2 separate regions of the Pan troglodytes genome follow, and region 2 is linked to region 1. The links are chromatin contacts, called in public HiChIP or PLAC-seq maps. All regions are on one chromosome and are shown on one strand. Each heading gives the region's core, a stretch centred on a gene start, on an enhancer-like site or on the middle of the called end of the contact. The rest is flanking DNA. Distances are from core to core; before and after follow the strand shown.

Region 1 (4,861 bases), core at 1,052-3,551:
GATATATCAACTTTGCCTGTGCTCTAGAAATGGAACAAGATGACAGTGCCTCTGTTTACACCATGGTTTACTGAATATTTTAAGCCCATTATTGAGATTTACTGCTTGGAAAAAAGATTCCTTTCAAAATACCATTGCTCATTGATAATGCGCCTAACCACTCAAGAGCTCTGAGGGAGACGTACATACAAGGAAATTACTGTTGCTTTCATGCCTGATAACACAACATCCATTCTGCATCCCATGTATCTATTGTTCTGTCTCCCTGTCCCAGCCTTACAAGTAACTGTGAAATAACCAATCTTCTTTTTGTTCTGTTTCAGCTTCCTTAAGTCCTTACTGTCTATAAAGCCAACCCCCAACTGCTCAATTCATTGAGCACTTATTTTATGGAATAAAGTATTACCTGAATCCAGAATCACAATAAAGCCAAGTGAGGTCTTTAAACTAAACTTAGTTGTAAACAAGATCGGGGTGCTAGGTGTACTCATTGTTACTAGAGTTAGGTTGCTTCTGTGCCCTTTTATCTGACAGAGTAAGGAAATACATATTTGTATAGTAACCTATGTCTACACATGCATATGCAAATATTTCTAAGTCATCTATACCTACATGAGCTAAACAGTTCATACTGATGTCTCCAACTCTAAGAGAACTCTAAGAGAATTCTAAGGAACTAGCTTCATTCCAGGATTTAATTTTCTACTTAATATTAATTATCCCTGGCTCCAGTGTTAACCGCAATACAGAGGAAAGATCCTTGAACTGGAAGATAAAGCATGGGGCTGAAACACTCCCTTTTAACCTATCAGTACCTTAAAACTAAGATTATTTGCCTAACTCACAGGATTATGGTGAAGATGAAATGTGTCAAAATGTCTTTCTAAGAATTCTATTAAATAGCATAATTATAGTATTATAAATATATACTTGCACAGTAATTTTAGCGCCAACTATGAATGAAGTACCAGAACATCTTTCTGTTGTTTTTCAAAAAGCTACACTAGGCCAGGCGCGGTGGCTCACACCTGTAATCTTACAGCTGCGGGTGGTGGTGCACGCCTGCAGACCCAGCTACTCCAGAAGCTGAAGCGGGAGGATACCTGAGCCTGAGGTCGAGCCTGCAGTGAGCTGTGATGGCGCCACTACACTCTCCAGCCTGGGTGACAGTGAGACCCCATCTTGGGACGGGGGCGGGGTGCAGCAGATTTCATGAACAGTTTCATTCATTCATTTATTCATACAGGGTATCACTCTGCTACCCAGGCAGGACTGTAGTGGCACGACCTCAACTCACTGCAGCCTCTGCCTCTTGGGTTCAAGCAATCCTCCCACCTCAGGCTCCCAAGTAGCTGGGACTTGCAGGCATGTGGCCAACATTTACTTTTATTCTGAGACTATACAGAATAAAAGTAACTGCTGTAGAGCCAGCAGGCCAAATAAGGTTTAATAGCTCACAAATTAACATAAAACACTGATGCCTGGGGGGTCACTGGAGGCCACAGGGACTGCTGAATATTACTACAGGAATACCTGAGTAGAAAGCGCCAAAAGAGACAAAGGTCCTGGGTTGAGTGGAACTGTATACATTTTAAATCATGTAATGCTTGCATCAAACCTAAACAGGGTCTTATTTTCATTTTATCGAAGAGGAAATCAATCTGAGAAAAACTCAGGTGCTGACAACGGGCGAACTGGGATTCGAACAAAGTTCAGCCCGGAGCCTCGGACTCCCAGCTAATCGGCCGCAGCAGCCCCTCTCTCCCGACCTCCCTCGGCGACCTAGGAAACCAGCCCTCTGCCGCGCACCACGGAGCCCGCATCCGCCCCCCGCGTAGTCCCGGCCCGGACGTGGTCTGCCCTCACCCTCTGCGCTGTTGCGGGTCCTGCGGAAGTCCTCGGAGCGGCCGTCGCGGAAAGCTCGGCAAAGAGAGAGGCAGAGGAAATCGAGCATCCAGCCGGCAGCCACGGCCTCGGCCTCGGCCACCAGGCCCGCGTCCTCCTCCTCCTCCTCCTCCTCATCGGGGGCCCCCACCTGCACCTGGCACTCGAGCAGTTCCTGGCATTCGAACTGCTCCTCGTCGTTTCTCTCTGTTTCTGCCATCTGCTTCTCAGTAGGGTCGGCATCCCTACCATCCGCACAGCCCCGCGGGCTCGGGGCCGCTGAGGAGACGTCCTCCGCCATGTTAAATGGCTCGCTTGGGTACTGCCCCTTCAGGCGCCGAGCAACGATTGGCTCGCATTCGAGGGCGCGGGGCGTGGCCGCGGAGAGTCTCTTCCGCCGGCGGGACATGGGCGAGCGGTTCAAGCCTGGCTTCTGATTGGCCGACACCTGTTCCGGCTTCTGATTGGCCGACACCTGTTCCTGCCTCTGGGCGTTGAATTTGCCGCCAGTCTAGGGCAGAGCTTTGTAGGTAAACCGGACGACTCCATACTGAGCGAGGAGTGAGATTAGGATAGGGAGGAGGCAGCTTTATCTTCCTTATTCCTTGTAAAATGCAACCTTGACTGGAACAACAACACGGTTATTTAAAATGAAAACGCATTTGCCTGCAGCCTATTTCAGAAAGAGATGGGTAATGAGAACTTGTCACTATTAGACAAGCGTAACACTTTTAAACCCTAGTTTTCATCTAACAGTTACTACGTGATCACGAACAACAACTATTACAACTGACAACATCCATGCTTCTCCAACCTCAAGATGCATCAGAATCAGCCTGGGGGCTTGCTAAAACACAAATTCCCGGGCTCCACTCCCAGAATTCCTGTTCTGCTGGTCTAGCTTGGGATCCTTGAATTTGAAAGTCTAACGCTACTTGGCTGGGCACCACATTTTGAGATCAGTGCTCTAGAAAGGGTATACTATAATGGAAATGTATCTCAATCAAGGTTTGAGATCGACTATAGAACGCAGTTTGTAGAAAACAAGTGAATGCTTATTTTGAATTTTGAAACTTAGCACAAAAGGAAATTCTAAATGGGGATGGGTGGTCTGGTTATTGTTTTTGTTTTTTGTTTGTTTTTTTTTTTCCTTTGAGACAGGGTTTCGCTCTGTTGCTCAGGCTGGTCTCCAACTCCTGGCTTCAAGTTATCCTCCTGCCAAAGTGCTGGGTTTACAGGCCTGAGCCACAACGCCCGGCTCCGTTTTCTGTTCCTTGATGTGGGTAATGGTTACATCAGTGTGTTCACTTTATGAAAATTCACTGAACATCGTTTATGCACTTTTCAGTATGTGTGTCATAATTGAATAAAAAGTTTATTTTAAAAACCTTTCTGTTTATAACGCATCCAGCATCATCAAAGCCTTTCCACATTTTCACACACTTCTTGTTATTGTCTTTAAGGTGGTACAGTTTAAGTGTTGAGTAACTAAGGCACTGTATTCTAGTATTAAGAATGCTTAGGTTAGAATATTCCCTACCAGTTACTCACTAGCTGTGTGACCTTGGGTAAATTATGTCTCAGTTTTCTTGTCCGTATAATGTGAATAATAATAATACCTGCACGATTAAAGGGCTTGGTAAATGTAAAGAGTTTAAAACAGCCGGGCGCAGTGGCTCACACCTGTAATCCCAGCACTTTGGGAGGCTGAGGCGGGCGGATCACCTGAGGTCAGGAGTTCGAGACCAGCCTCAACATGGAGAAACCTCGTCTCTACTAAAAATACAAAATTAGGCGGGCGTGGTGGTGCATGCCTGTGATCCCAGCTACTCGGGAGGCTGAGGCAGAAGAATTGCTTGAACCCGGGAGGCGGAGGTTGCGGTGAGCCGAGATCGGGCCACTGCACTCCAGCCTGGGCAACAAGAGCGAAACTCCGTCTCAAAAAAAAAAAAAAAAAAGATTTTAAAACGAAACCTCAGCCAGGCACAGTGGCTCATTTTGTAATCCCAGCACTTTGGGATGCCAAGGTGGGAGGATTACTGGAGCCCAGGAGTTTGAGGCCAGCCTGGGTAACATAGTGAGATCTCATCTCTACCGAAAAAAAAAAAAAAAAAGCCAGGGAAATAGTAAGTGCTCAATTAGTATTAGCAGGAAGAGCAGAATATTTGTGCTGCCAGGAAAAATGATGATGCATCAGAAGAGATCTCTTCTTCAGGCTCTAATTGTCCCATGGGAAGTAAGGTCTGTTTTGAAATAATACAGTGGAATGGGGATAGAGGCTAAGGGAATAAGGGTTACAGCACATTATGAACCTAGTATTATGGACTGCATATTTGTTTTCTCCCCAGATTTACATGCTGAAGCCCTAACCCCCAATGGGATGGTATTGGGAGGTAGTGCCTTTGCGCTGGAGTGGGTTAGGAAAGAGAATCCTGTGTGATTTCGGTGATTTAAAAATCATCCCTTGAGTAAAATTATGTTTCTTGCAAACCTGAGTTCATGGAGTAAGACTCGCAAGTATAGTTGACTTTACCTCATTTAATGGGACTGTTATGAGGGGAGAGATTCAATCTGTTTTGTGATGATCTGAAGAGCACAACCTGAAACCAAAGTTTGAAGGTTTGGGGTGGCAGATTTGACTTCATATCCCACATGGTTCCTAACCATTCAGGCTTTCCCACAATAAAGTGCCAATTTCTACTGCCAGGTACTGATTTCTCACCACTGGAATCATTAATGATCCTGTGATCGTGGTATCTCCCCTGCTAGGTAAGTATACATCTATGATTCTGGATGCCAGTAGTCAGAGACACTGTGGAAAGATTCCCATAAAGCCTAGATGACATTCCCCATGCTGTTGCATTTCCCAAGACTGTTTTTGATTTGGACTATTTCCTAAACAACACTTTGAAATCTATAAGTTTCCTAAATTCTTATGTCTACCATATTAAATAATTGTGTTTTAACCCATATTTTA
Region 2 (4,671 bases), core at 12-2,511, 290 kb before region 1:
CCGCCTTCCCTACCCCGGAGGGCTTAGGAAACCCTCCCCCGCCCCCCGCGTGGTCCCCAGAGACCGAACCTCCGCGAGGACAGGGCACCTTCTCCCTGGTAATACAGAAGTGATCGCGTTCCTTTATCAGGGAGCGAATTCCACTCGTCTCCCGAAAGACCGGTGGGGTGTTCCTTTCCTCCACAGCGGGGCTGACCAGGCAGCGGGATTTGGGGCCTGCCGTGGTAGGGCGCGGGGTGGAAAGAGGCTTGACCCAACAATGCTCCCGCGCGGGTCCAGGTTACCTTGCAGCGCGGCGGCGTCGGCCGCCTCCAGGTCGCGGTAGATGTGGCGCACCATGCCAGCCGTCTCCTCGTTGCTTTGCGTGTTGATGTCCCACAGCACCAGCAGCGCCCGACGCCGGGCGAACTCCAGCGCGAAGAGGCGGCCCAGGCCGCTGCCGGCGCCGGTGATGAGGCACACCTGGCCCGCCACGCTCTTCTCCTTGGGCCGCACCAGCCAGCGCGCCGCGGCCAGCACGAACGCCCAGAGCACTTTGAAAGTAACCACGAAGAACTCCACCACGATGTTCATCGCGACGCCCGGGGCCCCGCACGAGCCCAGTGCCTGCGTCCGCGCCCACCCCGAGCCCGGCAATCGGGCTCCCGGCTCCGGGGCGCTTGTCACAGAGGCCGGGACGAGAAGGCTGCGCCCCGCGCCCGCCCCCGAGGTGCCCGCCGGGTTGGAGTGCGCGGCGCCGCTCCCTGCCTGCGCGGGGCCACTCCCGCCCGGGCTCGGCGCTGTGGCCCCGGACTGTGCCCGCCGCGGCAGTCACCCGGCTCGGCGCCTCCTGCCGGCAGCCGCCCGCCCGTCCCGCAGCGCCCGGCCGGCCGGCTCCGCTGCAGTGGCGGTGACAGCCGCGAGTTAGACGACTCGAACTGCCCTCATGGCCAAGCTGCTGCCGCCCGAGCGTCCCCGGAACCGGCGCGCCGGCTCCCTCTCACCCCGGGGGAGGGGTGCGCAGCGGAGGCGGCACGGGCCAGCAGGCTGCCGCGGGAGTTGTCAACTCGACCCAAGTTGCGAGAGGGTGGGAGAGTGGGGTGCGGGGCGGCGGAGCGCCGGGAAGGGGAAACTCGCACGGCGCAGGCAAGCGCTGCCCAACGCCTTGCAGATGCCCCTGAGGGCTCGCGTTCCCCGGCCCTGCACTCTCCGCGGCTGTCACTCGGGCACTGGGCTCCGCAGCGTAGCCCGCTTGCAAGTCAGAGCGCTCCGGGCCGGCTCTGAGCGGGCTCCACGCTCCGCGCTATATAACCCCGCGACCGGGAAGAGCCCGCGCCAGCCTCGGCATCGGCCCTCCCTCCGCCCGGCCTCCCCGCCCCCGGGCGCACCCCGCCCCCGGCCCAGCCCCCAGCCCGCCAGCCGTCCGCGGAGCCGAGCGGGGTAGCCCCTCTCACACGGCCGTGGCCGCAACCTCAGCCCTCCTCGCACCTCCCTTCGCAGCTCACGCCCCCTCCCGTGGGGTGTCCTGGCCTCCGCCTGCCGAGCTCGGCAGTCAGCAGAGCCCCGGCCATCCTCCTCCGGCCGTCCGGTCCCCACTGGTCCCTGGCTAGCCACTTTTCGTAAGCCAGAGCACTCCAGACCGCCCCGCCTGCGATCAGGCGCTGCGGAAGACAGCCCTGTGGGCTGGAGCGACGACAAGGACCTCGCGGAGCGGCGAAAGGGGTGTAGTCTGCGACTACCGCGGCAGGGAGCCGGGAGGGCGGCCAAAAGTGACTTCGAATTGCAGCTAGCCGTTTGGAACGTGGCCCAAGAGGCTCTCATTTTCCTGGCTGGAACCGTCGCCGCGGTGCTTGCCTGCGGTCCTGGTCACCCGTTGCCCTCCCGCCGGGCGGGCGAAGACTGGTGCATGCTGGGATTTGTAGTTCGTCCCCATGAGGCTCGTCCTGGGAACATTATGGGGAGGAACGGAGCCTAATCCTGTCAGCGCAGCCTGGGGATTAGGACCCGGAGTTGCCAAGGTGTCAGCACTCTTTGCTCTTGAATTGATTAAAAAGTCTAATCAAATGCATATATTTTCTTCAAACAAGTTTTACCCGAAAGTTTGTTGAAAGAGGCTAAATCAGGGAGTTCTTTGCGTCTGCAAGGCGGCTTTTTAGTTCTGGATTCTTTTCCGGCTTATTCTAAGACACCTATGAGTCGTGGGGCTTCTCTCGCGAAGTCTTTAAGTGGACAGTACGCATGCGCCAACTTCCTCTTTTTCCGGCTGGAACCATGGAGGGTGTAGAGTGAGTTGCTTCTGGTCCTCTTGAGAATCCTTCTCCATCTCCAGAGCCAGATACTTTTTGTGCCACTTTTTCTCTCTCTGGCCGTAGCTTGCACCTTTGCCCACCTCCCTGCTTCATTGTGACGCTTTGTGACACCAGTGGGGACCCGAGGCTGGGGTTGGGATGCGGGCGGTCTTAGGACGGAGGTTTTGGAGATCCCGGGAACGAGATGTTGGGTTGGAATGTGTGTGGAACCCGTCGGTTGGCTGACGGCCCAGTCCTCGGTAGAGGGTCTTTCGGGGGAGGCGCAGAACCTCAGCATTGTGTTCGTCCTTGGCTGGTGCTTGGTACAGGCCGACCTGCCGCCAGGCCTTTGCTTTCAACATGTGGATCCTGATTGAACCAGAGTGGTGGTGGCTTGTTTTTTTTTTTATTTTTATTTTTTAATTTTTGCGTTTAAAGTCTCGGGGTCAGTGCCTTGCAGTAGTCTTTCAGCTAGTACATTTTGTTATTCGGGTGTTGGTGTGTTTTTTTTGTTTTTGTTTTTTAATTAGTCGTCGGAGGCCGGGCCTCTTGGTTGAAATAGGGAAAAACGTATTGCTATTGTCATATTTGTGATTGCGTTTTAGGCAACATGGTGTTAAAGGTTATTGACATGGAGCTAAAATATGCATCGTACACTGTAGCATGCCAGAACAAGTAAAGTTACTAGTGACTAAAGTCAGTGACAGCATTTCTGGTAAACAACACTGCTCAGTACGGGAGTAATTCAGCGCTGTGAGCTTTTTGAGCTATTGATAACATTTTTGTTTATTAACGTTAGAGAGAAGAAGAAGGAGGTTCCTGCTGTGCCAGAAACCCTTAAGAAAAAGCGAAGGAATTTCGCAGAGCTGAAGATCAAGCGCCTGAGAAAGAAGTTTGCCCAAAAGATGGTAAGTAAACTTTTTGAGGCACTAGCACATAAGGAGGCGCCTTATTGGGATTGAGGATGAGGTGAATGTTCTTGGCAAGATTTACTTCCTAACCGTACTGAGTAATTGCTTAGCTCCCTAATGTTACAATCTGAAGGTAGTGGGGTTTTTTGGTGGGGGATGTAATTGCATACTGTGGCAAGAAAAGATTTAAAGGAAACGTGTTTTAGTTTTCTTTTTAATAATTGGCATTGCTAATTGTGATTGAGCTAAAAATTATGAATAACTGATTATTGGTTTTCAGCTTCGAAAGGCAAGGAGGAAGCTTATCTATGAAAAAGCAAAGCACTATCACAAGGAATATAGGCAGATGTACAGAACTGAAATTCGAATGGCGAGGATGGCAAGAAAAGCTGGCAACTTCTATGTACCTGCAGAACCCAAATTGGCGTTTGTCATCAGAATCAGAGGGTAAGTTCAGTTTTACTGCATTCGGGTTTGAAAGGGAAAAAAAAAAAAAAAACTTCACATTACTTCTGGGAGCCCTGATTCTGAAACACTGGAGGAACAATATTTTAGGGGAAGCTAGAACAAGGAGGGTGCTGATCACTAATGGTTTAGTTGCGAGCCATGTTCCCCAAGCTCCTATCCCTTCTCTTAATAGAATACAGAAATTCAGTGTGTAACATGAGAGGATTCCTATCTGTTTAGGTAGGATTCGATATTCAAAACTATAATGGTTAGTATTAATAAAAATTTCGATGAAAGGCAAATGCATTTCTGGTCTGTTTTCACCACAGTATCAATGGAGTGAGCCCAAAGGTTCGAAAGGTGTTGCAGCTTCTTCGCCTTCGTCAAATCTTCAATGGAACCTTTGTAAAGCTCAACAAGGCTTCGATTAACATGCTGAGGATTGTAGAGCCATATATTGCATGGGGGTAAGTCTCTTTTCTCCTTTGATTTCTATTTGATAAATTGGTTATGTAGCAACATGAATTTTAGATGTTTTAACAGTGGTCACCTTATTTTTGTTTGCTTTTTCACTTCAGGTACCCCAATCTGAAGTCAGTAAATGAACTAATCTACAAGCGTGGTTATGGCAAAATCAATAAGAAGCGAATTGCTTTGACAGATAACGCTTTGATTGCTCGATCTCTTGGTAGGTTCTATTTGGGGGAAAATTTGGTATTAGACCATGCGATAATTTCTCACCCTCTTGTGGCCGTACATTTCTCACTATTGTGAATCTTCATGTGTTCCCTATGATTCTTGATTTAGCTTAAAAGAAAACGTAAGACATGGTTTCATTAGCTTGAACCTTATCTTTGTAAAGCCATGCATTTACCTTGTTTATTCCTGGTTATGTTTTTATCTCACAGCCTATTCAAAAAGATTTTGAATAATTATTTCAAAACTTTTTGCAACTTTAATAATCTTAAATAACCTTAAAATATTTAGGTAAATACGGCATCATCTGCATGGAGGATTTGATTCATGAGATCTATACTGTTGGAAAA

Evidence for each region. HiChIP or PLAC-seq counts read pairs in DNA pulled down with a chosen protein or histone mark.
Region 2: a contact with region 1 is called in an H3K4me3 HiChIP or PLAC-seq map of stem cell-derived excitatory neurons, with 3 times the contacts expected there. The contact joins the promoter of RDH10 here to the promoter of TERF1 in region 1. A contact is called at or near these places in 1 of 7 Hi-C or Micro-C datasets (stem cell-derived neural progenitor cells) and 1 of 1 datasets of contacts at active chromatin or transcription factors (stem cell-derived excitatory neurons).

What each region holds. Positions count from the first base shown.
Region 1 is chr7:81,658,088-81,662,948 of NHGRI_mPanTro3-v2.0_pri, reverse strand. It overlaps TERF1 (telomeric repeat binding factor 1), which reads right to left and starts at 2,301. Exons shown (of 11, transcript XM_016959567.3): 1 at 1,867-2,301. The coding sequence starts at 2,293.
Region 2 is chr7:81,947,356-81,952,026 of NHGRI_mPanTro3-v2.0_pri, reverse strand. It overlaps RDH10 (retinol dehydrogenase 10), which reads right to left and starts at 1,261. Exons shown (of 6, transcript XM_528167.9): 1 at 285-1,261. The coding sequence starts at 573. RPL7 (ribosomal protein L7) reads left to right here and starts at 1,874. Exons shown (of 7, transcript XM_063816398.1): 1 at 1,874-1,997; 2 at 3,067-3,175; 3 at 3,459-3,625; 4 at 3,955-4,092; 5 at 4,204-4,313; 6 at 4,613-4,671. The coding sequence starts at 3,173.